2 separate regions of the Mus musculus genome follow, and region 1 is linked to region 2. Evidence: chromatin contacts called from public promoter capture Hi-C data. All regions are on one chromosome and are shown on one strand. Each heading gives the region's core, a stretch centred on a gene start, on an enhancer-like site or on the middle of the called end of the contact. The rest is flanking DNA. Distances are from core to core; before and after follow the strand shown. Region 1 overlaps Cacna1d (calcium channel, voltage-dependent, L type, alpha 1D subunit). Region 2 overlaps Cacna1d (calcium channel, voltage-dependent, L type, alpha 1D subunit).

Region 1 (5,658 bases), core at 1,569-4,068, 170 kb after region 2:
TGTCTGAGGCTGGGCTCACTCTCTAGGCTAAGTTAATAAACCACAGTAGGGTATGGCTCTGTGATAGAGACCCAACGTGCCATGCTTGAGACTCTGGGATAGATCCCCCAATGCCACAGAAAAGAAACAACAGCAGGCACATAGATCCACACTTTCTCTTTCAGCTATACCCACCTGAGCATAACCCAAAGGGCTCAGGCCAGTCCTCTAGTGCACCCACATATATATTCTCACTTTAAGGTGACTTGTTGGAGATTCCTGCCTAATGCAACAGTGAAATGTGCTTCTTAAAATAAATGAAGAAGCCAAGGGAGAAAAGATGCTGCTAGAGTTCTTCCGAAGGAACTTTAACAATGGGACGCTGGCTCTTTAAGGCTGGATGCTCGTTCTGCAAAACCCTGCTCAGCTCAAGTCAGTTCCGTTCAATAAAAGATCAAGCTTCACAATCTGTCCTTTGTCAAAACAAAGTGACACAATGAAAGAGATGAAGCACTCCACACCTTACTGATGGGACCAGCGTTAGGCAATATTTTAAACCATAAGTCATCTACTCTGGCTGTTTTTGTGACTCTCCCTCCACCAATCCTCACAGGAAATGTGGCAAGCCCCCCAAAAGAAATCATTCTCATGAAACCTCTGTCTGCCACTGAACGCAGGAGCCGACTTATGGCAGGATTCAGAAAGGACCGCAGAGCACTGCCATCCCTCCCCGAGCCTCAGAGATGAAGAGTTTAATTTGCCATGAAACAAAGACACAATCCTGAAATTATAGGTGAACTCTGACAGGTGTTTCCTGTAATCTCATTAATATTGGACAAGAAGTCAGCAACACATTAATCATTAGCCAATTGTTGAAAATTAACTAATGGTCTCTGAAGGCACACAGAGTCCTCATGGGCTCACTCCCGCATCTACTCAGTCATGTGACATGCGTTTCCTGACGTGCCTACTGTGTGCCAGGTGCAGATCCAAGTTCACAGAGCTACAGCCCAGAGTCAGACTTCATTTGAAGCCTCTAGGAAGTCCTATTACAGTCTCACCCAAAGTCTATTAACTGATCAATGGAACGGCCGGCTCTGTGCCCCCAACGCCCATGTGCAGACCCACTGCACACAAGCCACCCCACGTTACAGCAATAAACAAAATAGAAGGAAGGCAATGCCTATAAGTAAGTAAGTATATCATGCTAAGCAGAGTCCAGCGAGGGAGCAGCGTGTACATGGGCAGGGAGGGTAGGTGGCAGAGAGTACTCTGGGTTACAGAAGGCTGGGCCAAGGAGGAAGCACTTGAGCTATCCTGGACAAACAGCTACAGGTTAGGCACGTGGCCATAAGAAGTACAGCCTATGCGGAAACAACAGAGAAAGCAAAAACCTAAGTAGATGAATGTAGAACTAACACCTAAGACCTAAGTGGGTGGATGCAGAGCCCACATCCTATGAGCCAAGCCCATAAGCCAGGCTAAGTGACTTGGGGTACTGTGCTATACCTCACCATACTCTGCAAAGCCAGGAGAGGCTAAACCGCATGACCATGTAGATACAGTGAGCTTGTCAAATCAACACTGTCCACAAGACACACGGGGAGAAAGCAATCACGGGACCTCATCCCACCGCATCCCTGGCCACTGTGGTATTATCCCCAGTCCCACTGACAAGTGTCCACACCCCAGCAAAGCTCCCACCGGGGGCCCTACCACTCTCGGCTACTTAGAACCATGGAACCAGAACACCAAATACATAAGAACCCTGTCATCAAACCCAAACTCTGAGAGCTCCTGAAGAGTCAGTCCTCAGAGACCTTTCACCTAAGAAATTCCTCAGTGTGCCTCAGAAAAGGGGGAGGGAGGGGCGCTGCTCCCGAGACACCCGTTCACTTGGCATCCTAAATGCTAACTTCCTGAACATCTACTATGTACCACTGGGCCGGGCACAGGGCGAGGAGCTGGAAGTGGGTTACTGAATAAGACAACATGCTCACTACCTTGGGAGGAATAGGATTGTTCAACTCTTCATCATATGGAGACTTATGTTTGAGATTATTGAGCACCTACAAGGAGTCATCTGAGGGGAGGAAAACAGTACTAGACAAGGACAGGAAGGAGACAGAAGCTTTGGGGGAGCAAATGGAGACGGTGCAGCTGAGGAGCAGAGAATTGGACAACAAAGACCAGGCTAGGTCACGTGGTCCCAAGCCACGGTGTCTGGCCTCTCCTCGGTGGGCAATGGGGGCCACAGAAGTTTGCCCCAGAAAAATGATCTCATAATTGGAGGGATTTTACAGAGGTAAAAGTATCAACCCCATAAAAATACAAACAGATGAAGGCAAAGACCTGTCAAAATTGTTGCTCAGTTTAAAATTGTATTTCATGAGGCATGGTCTGCGTATGTCCCTTTGTTAAACAGAGAAGCACACGGAAGCTGAGCCGTGGAGAAGCTGGGCTGTCAATGGTTCCAAGTGAGGTTAGGGGCAGGCAGCAAAGATGCTCTCAATGGGTAGAGGGGTCCTCCTTTCAGACAGTTTGAGCATGGCAGAGAAGTGAGCAGCGGCCAGCTGGGGAGGAGGACCAGGAACAGTTGCGCTGACTGTACACTGTACAACCACATCAGTTTGCTTATGGGTGATCGAAGGCCGGAACATGAATGAAGTATGTCCACCCAGGGATCTGGAATTTGTAATCATCCCCACTCTGACACCTGATGCAGAAGAGCCTCTCTCCTTGGTGCCAGCAAGAAGAGAAAAGACGTGATCCACACTTTAAGTGGAACAGAGGGAATACGGCTACTGGGCGGGCTCTTACTGTGGGAACCCAGTGAGCTGCACTGTTTCCATGGCTTCAGCCTCCGCTCAGCCCTGGCAGTACACAGATGAAAGCTGCATAGAGACTTAGCATTCATGCTTAAAGATAATAATAACGATAAGCTAACTCTGGGAAAACTTGTTGCCACCAAGGTAGTCTCCAAGTCCCCAAAGCTACATGTGTTTACACACAACACAGACCAAACACAGACCAGACTCTGGGGGACGGTCACATTTCTTATCCAACAAAAGTAGTTATTTCATACTAGTGACCTGAAAGAGACATCAGACATAAGCTCCTCCCTGCATGTCAGGCTAAGGGATTGACACACACAACCTTGCCAAGCTCCCAGGTAAAAAAAATAATAATAATAAAAATTAAAATTAAAAATAAAAACTTGCCAGAGCCCCTATCCATCCAGCTTTGCCACCCATGTCAGCTTCTGCCCTTCGCGTCGTCACTCACATTAAATGAAAGGTATTTACTACAGATGAAAAAGAAGCTTTGCTCGGCTGCCTCTAAACTGATCCCAAAAATAGAGCAATCGCTTTGGTGCAAATTGGGTCAAATGTATAAAAAATTAAAAAAATAAAAAAACCCCGACTCCCTGGTGGGAGGAAAGACATGGCATGGGACCTTGCTCAGAGTCAGGGCTAAGTCCATCAAAGCCTCCCTCCGTAGTGGGAAAGGAAGCGTTTGAAGTCAGAGCAGAAACTCATCGCACCATGTGACCATCCAAGTGAGAGCAAGACTTTAATGACCTGAGTTGGAGACTCTCAGTGCAGAAACCAAAGGAATACATATGGTGGTTTTTGGAAAGGCCGGCCACGCTAATCCGTGATGAACCGCCTTCCCTCAGAGCAAACTGGGTTCTTCAGAACCGCCTGGAGAACACCCGCTGGGAAGGGCAACAAGGGAAGAAGGGGGTTAGCTAGCTGAGGGTTCACCATCTCCTCATTTCTTAGCTGAAACAGCCAAATGGCCGGACAACGTTTCAATTAGTATCCTGAATTTCCTTAGGAGGAAAAAAAAGTCAGAATATTAATTAGCTTATGCATTCAGCTACACTCATTATTCCATTGATCTAAATTAATCTGCCATTCTGAAAGGTATTTATTTTCTAAGTTTGTTTAATCATTTCTTTTGAGCTACAAAAAAGCAACAAACTGGGTCACCATTCGTGTCGTTAAATTTGGTAACAAGGCTAACACCATCTGTGGCCTAGACTCCAGTGACCTATCTCCATTGAGGGAGGCTTTCCACCACACCAAGTTTCCTTCTGAAAATGGTAATCTAAAGTCTACAACTGAACCAAAAGTCACTGAAAATGTCCAAAGTCCCAGAAGTGATCTCTCACAACAGAGCTAAGGGTGTGTGTGTGTGTGTGTGTGTGTGTGTGTGTGTGTTGAGCTCCTATTAGTCCAAAGTTTTCAGGAATAACAGTCAAAAATTTTAATTCTTTAGAAAGCAAACTGCCAAAACCCAAATACAGCCATCATGGTATACCTGAAATATACACAGCATTGAAAATGTCATAAGAAATCCTGAACATAAACCATGAAAGCCAAACTCATAAAAGCATAGCTTCGTCTCTGGCTGCCAGCCAAGCTCTGCCTGACCAGGACAAGTTAGTGTGTACGGCATTTGTCTTTGCAGCCTTTGCTTGGTTAAAAACGTCCAGCTTCCACACAAGAGTCCAAATCAAACGGACCCAACTAGAAGAAGAGAGTGGGGGAGAACCAAGCTTCTTGCTACCAACACTGGGTCCCTCCATCATCTACCATTCTGCACGGCTTCCGGCTATAAAGAATGAGCCCTTCCAAGAAGGAAGCTGCAAGGCCAAGTGAGGAGGGAGGGACCTGAAATGGCTTCTGCACCAAAAAAAAAAAAAAAAAAAAAAAAAGACAACAGAATGTCAGGGGTTTTTAAATAATCCTAGTGATCCTAGCCAGTCTCCTTAAGTGCCACATGGGTGAATGGCGATACAGAGAGAGTCTGAGATGTGAACCCCACCCCCAATACACCCAGTGGGCAGCTGAATGGGCAAGATCCAGATTTCAGTCCAATGTTTTTCAGTGCCTTTCTTTTTAAAAACTCTATCAACTTTTCCCAAAGGAAGTTCCATAAAACACTAGTTCCATGATATTAAAGTCTTCTGCCAAAAAACAAGTTTAAAGAATCCATAACCAATTGCTTCCAATAACTAGCTGAGTTTAAACAAAATGAAATCTGCTTTTTAGCGGCACAACTTCCCAGAGATTTTTCTCAGCTCTTGCACACCATAAATGTTTAAGAGAGCAATAAAGTATATGACAACATCCTGGAGCATTTAACCATAGATTTGTCCTAAAATCGACTCGTAGGATTTTTGTAGGCCACGAGATGTAAACTCCACTTCCATACTGATTTATTTCCCAAATTTTAACCTAAATAATTAGATTTGTTGTATTCTACATCTATAAAAATTAATAGCTCACATACAAAATCTATCATGATTCTTATTAACCAGAAAGATTAACCACAGTATCCACCCCTCAAAAACAACACTGGATTTTTTTTAAGCTAATAATACACAAAAGCCTGTGTAGAGAGAAAAGTTATTTTAAAACCCCTTCTACAAATTTCTTCCATAAAAGTTCCATCTCTATTTATATAAGACTCATGACTTCAGACACTTTCATTCAGCATAAATCGAAGGATTCAGGTCAAATCTAGGAAACAGTAACAACGACATAACCCCACTGTGGCAAAGCTTTGGGAAATAGAGCATCATCGTTGTAAACTGCATCATCCACAACACCGTCTGCCAGTGCAATCACAGATGCAGAGGACTGCCACACACCACCAAAGCAGGAAGTC
Region 2 (5,366 bases), core at 2,816-5,315:
AAAAACTCGTTATTTCCTCTCAAGATATATTTCAGTAAACTGCTAGGTGAGAATCTGTGCTTTTTTAACCCTCTGGCTTAGGGGTCCTCCTCCTAGGTTTCACATTGAGGCCCTGTCATTATAATGAACTTCTGCCCCCATCTTCTGCTTTTTTAAATGCCTCAGGATTTGGCTGGCTTATATCTCTGCTTCATCATGCCGGAGGCAACAGTTCCTGCCCAGGGAGGGGGAACTGGTGATAAGGCACGTCACTGGCACTGTTAAAATTAGTGGTTTCCATGGCCTCCGTCAGTTTAGTTGGGTTAAGGAGACATGGGGCGCCAAGGAACTCACAACACAGTTGCGGGTGCTGGCCTTGTATGGGTAGTTCCTGTGGCCAAGTTTCTCCAACTATAACTGCCACTCTAACCATCCTGACCCTAAATTCAGGCCACAGAGGCCCACTCCCTGCTTCTCTCACTGGAGGGAGGGAGGCAGGCACTGCTCCTGGGCCACTTCTAGATAAGGGTCTTTCATGACTGTGTGTCCCATGGAATACGACTGACTGCACTCAATTCACAGCAAGGCAGGTTTGGAGGAAGGTGAACAGGGGGCTCACGGTGGATGGCTAGGCTCTGCATTCTGCTCTGCAAAAGACAGCGTCTACACAAAATGAGATGAAGCTCACTTTACTAACCCAGGATACACGAAGACATCGTGTCCCTGAGATACAACCTCGGAAAGAGCAAGATAAATCGAGTGAGCTGATAAGTTCCCTTGGGACCAAGTCCATCAGTGTGATATCCTGAGTGTCTAGTCTCAGTGCGGTGACTAGGGCCAAAGTGAGGGCGCATGGGTGTCTTCTGGGCTATTCAGAGCAGTGACTGTATGCTGGTACTGACTGTGTGTATGTGTTGTGTTGCTTTAGTTTTGAGTTAAAAGTTGACTATATTATTATTCCATAATTTTTAAAATTGTACCGATTATAAACATTACATATTGAATTCTTAAGACAAGACATTTTAGTAACCTCATTTAAAATAGAATACAATTTTTAACTAAATATTTTATCCTAGTTATAAGACAACATCACAGACTAATGATGAGAGACCCACAGTGTTTTTCAGGTTTAAGCCCCCATTTATGGAAGTGCTTTTGAGAGAGCCCCAGCCTACTCTGATGGGGATCCTCCACTTTCTGCAGCACGCCAGAGGTTCTGAGATTCACATCTGCTCACAACACACGGGCTTTAGAATACCATCTCCCATCACTGTAGGGCACAGCCCAAGGCCCAAGGCCCTTCCCAATCCCATCTCTCCTGAACCTGATAGACGGAGGGTATACCCAGAAATAGGCATTAAACAAGATGAATTTTCAAACTGGTGACCAAATGATGGAATAATAAGGCCATAGAGAACATGTGTGGAAAAGCTGAACGTGGAATCGGAAGCATAGCTCACACAGTGACAAGCCAGGCTAATACAGTATCCCAACCTCAGGAAGGCAGGGCTTGAAACTGCTGGGTATTCATGTACCAATCTAGGCTTCACCACAAAATCTGAAACACCACTATTTATAATGCTCTGAGAGTGACTAATGAGGGCCAGGTCATGTACTAATGGAATAAAACCCACAAGAGACCAAACTCCCTTCCTGGAGGAGACCTAAGCTAGGAAGCCTTTTATTTGCTTGTAATTCACCTCTAAGGGAAACATTTTCATTAAGTTAACAGTGCGTGGCAAGCATCAGAAACACGGAATCTCACAGACAGATACAGCCAGAAAGAATCACAATTCAATCTAAAAGCAACACACAGAGGGGACATCAGAGTCCAAAGGCATGCAGAGAGGCCACCAGGGAGCAGCTGAGAGACACGCAGGGCTGCCTCCCATGTGGTATCAGGAGAATAATGTGCAACGGGGATCCAACTGCTTACCCACTAAGGACACCAAGAACCAGGTTAAGGACGAAAAATGAGCCAAGGATGATCAGACTAACAAAATACACCCATGGCCATTCCCATCCTATCGCATCATTAACCTGTAAAAGGTAAGGAGATCAGTTATCAGTTATCCATTTACTAAAGAACAGAGCCCCGGATGCAGCTGCAGGACCACGCAGAGCTTTGGGTGGAGGGCAGCGCTCCAAGGGCTTGAATGAGCTTGTACCCTTGCTCAGTTTTCCTCTAGGCGGGGCAAACCCTGATGCTGAAATCTTCAGGAAGAGACTCTCCAAAGTCAGTCCAGACCACTCATTTAGCAGCAGTTTTGTGCCAATTAATGAGCATTGTATTTGGATTTAGACCAAGAAAGCAATTATAAATGTATCTCATTTTAGGACAGACAAAAGGCCAAGCAAGGGAAATTTAAATCCCAAGCAACAATACTGATTAATTAATTCCTGGTCAATAATCTCTCAGTGGCTTTCTTTCATAGTAGCTGGTGAGGTTCCAGGAAACAGCTTGGTTCCGGAAGCCTCAGCAGAAGAGAAAGCAATACGAAGGAACTGGTACCCACCCACCGGTCCCTCTAAGCCTGCGTGGTCTTGGCAACTGATCTCAGGACTCTGCCTTCAAGATGAAAGAGATGTAGCTTACCCGCTCAATACACCAAGTACAAGATTTAGTACGAAAAATGACCCAAAGATGACGAGACTGACAAAATACACCCAGGGCAATTCAAATCCCATAGCATCATTCATCTGTAAGAAATAAGATGGGCTCATAGGAGTGGGTTAATAGGGGAATCCAGTGAGGAGAGGGTCACATTAGAGAGAACAGTCTATACATTGGATTAAACATTTACTTAGATGGAGACAAGAGCAGCCAGCAGACATTCATTACGCATTCCAAACACACACAGGCACACACACACAGAGTCATACAAGCATGCCTGCACACACATACACACAAGCACACAAGCATGCCTGCACATACACACACTAAGACTCATAGAGGCTTCAGGCCAAACAGCAAATCCTGGTCCCAGGTAGGGAAAGGAGATCTGGCTCTGGCTCAGGCCACTGTACTGGTGAGCAGTTTCCAGGGCAAGCCTCAGTAGAAGATGGAGCCAGTTGCTTCTCTGATTCTGAGCTGATGCTCTGTCCCAGTCAGTCCTAACTGCTTTTTAAAACTTGGTGGAAAAGTCCTAACCTACAACATTTGACTCTATAAGCTCTTCAAAACAAAGCCAAAAAAACTAGCTTGACATGGTGGCACACACCTTTGATCCAGCATGGCTAGCCTAGTCTACACCGAATTCAGGCCAGCCAGGTACACAGTGAGACTCACTCTCAAAATAAATAAATCTAAAATAATCACCATCTGTTTGGAGATAATCATCCTAACTATCTACCCAAGGGAGCCTAGCCTTCTGTAGGTTTGGATTATCTGCAGCCAGCAAACTAGATAAAAATGGAATAAATGAATGAATACTTAGTACAACTAAAAAAGCAAGAAAATGTTCCCAAGGCCACTAGCTGACATGTGCTCAGGGATAACATTGGGAATTGTTGTTTTGTTTGTTTGTTTGTCTCAGCTGTACCCATTAAAAGAACTCCAACTCTGACCTGGAAGCTGTTCAAAAAAGCAGGACCGAGCCAGAGGAGCACCTGACTCAACTGCTCATTCAGACATGGTGTCCTCGTCAGACTTCCCTGGGGAATGGCTGGGAGTGAGCAGCCTGCACACAAGTGCTTTATGGATCGTAGCTGGATGGGACTTTCCAGTAGCCCAGGTCAGCGTTCAGTGGGATGAACTGAATATTAAACACTTCCTTAAGGAGGAAGGGGGTGTTAAGGACCAACCAGGTAACAGCATAGATCTTCTCCAGGAAAATTCTCTCCTCTGCAGGAGTAGCCTGGATTTTCAGTTAGACAAGGGTCTGCAGGGTAAGCCCATCGCTCTTGTCTAGCAGGTGCAAACCCTCAGGGTTTTAAGCCCTGTGCCTTTTTGCACGTTTTCTGCTTCCAGCTTTTAGCTTTACAGAAAGGCTCATGCATTTCACAATATTTGCCTCATGCTGAAGCCAAACAGGAAAAGGGAACACACACACACACACACACAAAAAGACCTAACATCTGTTGCTGAACTCTCCAGAGGGCATTGCCTCCCTTACGGAACACCTGTTTGGCCACATGAAAACTGACGTGCTTAACAGAACCCTCTCCATCTTCACATCAGCAATTGGAGGAATGAATGAGCCGGGGCCACAGCTCCAATGGTTGATCTAATTAAGTTGGATAAGCCAATTTCAGCAGGAAGGCAGAGGGCGAGTCTTCCAGAGCAGCGACACTGCCAAACCCATCTCAAAATCCACATGTAGGGAAGAAACAGGCTGCTTGGTGTGGTGGCCAGAGCGGTGGCCTTAAATCAATACCTGTGACAGAGATGTCTAACCTCCACTGGAGCCGGGTGTATACGTGGCAGAGGAGAGAGTGCCCTAGTGCGGGGCTCCCATTAGACACCTTACTCTTGAGACTGGCAAAGTCTGCTGGCTTGGCCATCTGTCTCATCTGCCCTTCTCAGGCCTTGGCAAGTTTCAGAGTAGGGCTCTGATAAGAGCTGTATGTTCCACTGCAGAGGGAACATCTTATTTGAATTTCTTAGGACGGGGTGCTCTGTGGACTTGCACATTCTCAAATCACTGCCACCCAGAAGGGCAGCTGGAGAGGACTGAGGGGAGGCGGGAGCTAAGCACAACTGGCTGGAGCATCTCTTCTCTTTGCCCGAAGAGATGCAACTTAAGTGCTCAGGGCCAGTCTTTCTCCCTGCACAGCAAGCAGAAGGCTGAGTCCTTAAAGCTATGCATACACATAGGTCATCCTCACAGTTACTAGGCTGATCCCCATACCCACATCAAACATACATTCTCTGCCCAGGGCTTTGTGTGCATGCTCTTCACAACGATGGAGGCACCAGCCCGAGAGAAAGCATTTCGATTTAGATTCTTTTTTTTTTTTTAAGTCTCATCATAGAGGGCCACTTGGCACCCAAGACAATTTAGGTTACTTCAATTTTCTCTTATTTTAAGGGACTAAGTGCCCATGTATGTCTCAGGTCAAGGGAAAGCATAAGGCCTTTTGCTTTCCTAACCCTGGGAAACTGCTAGAGTGCCTCAGAGCATGGCCCGTGGGGAAGGAAAGCCTTGGCTGTGGGGGCACAGAAGAATGTCCCTCCCAGGTGCTTTGACTGAGAGGAGCTGTCAGGTGATGACAAGTACTTCAGACTAAGGTCGGCCTGCACGCTCATAGCCCTGTGTACATCTGAAGAAAAAGTTGGGTGCTAACACAGGGTGCCACTCAGATAAACAGCACTCTCCTAAAACCAACCCTTTGCCATTAACTTCCTACATTCAAAACATCTCCTCTAAAACAAACAAGCAAACAAA

The links. Capture Hi-C pulls out chosen DNA fragments and counts their contacts.
Region 1: a contact with region 2 is called in a promoter capture Hi-C map of pancreatic islet. The contact joins two enhancer-like sites. A contact is called at or near these places in 2 of 484 Hi-C or Micro-C datasets (bone marrow-derived macrophages and peritoneal macrophages), 3 of 115 datasets of contacts at active chromatin or transcription factors (bone marrow-derived macrophages, heart atrium and large pre-B cells) and 4 of 9 other capture datasets (adipose tissue, embryonic stem cells, liver and 1 more).

The regions. Positions count from the first base shown.
Region 1 is chr14:30,341,128-30,346,785 of GRCm38.p6, forward strand. The region is part of intron 3 of Cacna1d (calcium channel, voltage-dependent, L type, alpha 1D subunit); the gene reads right to left. Among named protein-coding and RNA genes, the nearest start is that of Cacna1d, 9.5 kb to the right of the region's middle. Within about 2 kb of position 2,819, at least 5 of the 459 cell types and tissues checked have an H3K27ac peak or open chromatin away from gene starts, as enhancers often do. A contact at or near this core is called in pancreatic islet, where this site is marked.
Region 2 is chr14:30,169,381-30,174,746 of GRCm38.p6, forward strand. Cacna1d (calcium channel, voltage-dependent, L type, alpha 1D subunit) reads right to left here. Exons shown (of 47, transcript NM_001083616.2): 8 at 1,916-2,019. Among named protein-coding and RNA genes, the nearest start is that of Gm52107, 52 kb to the right of the region's middle. Within about 2 kb of position 4,066, at least 12 of the 459 cell types and tissues checked have an H3K27ac peak or open chromatin away from gene starts, as enhancers often do. A contact at or near this core is called in pancreatic islet, where this site is marked.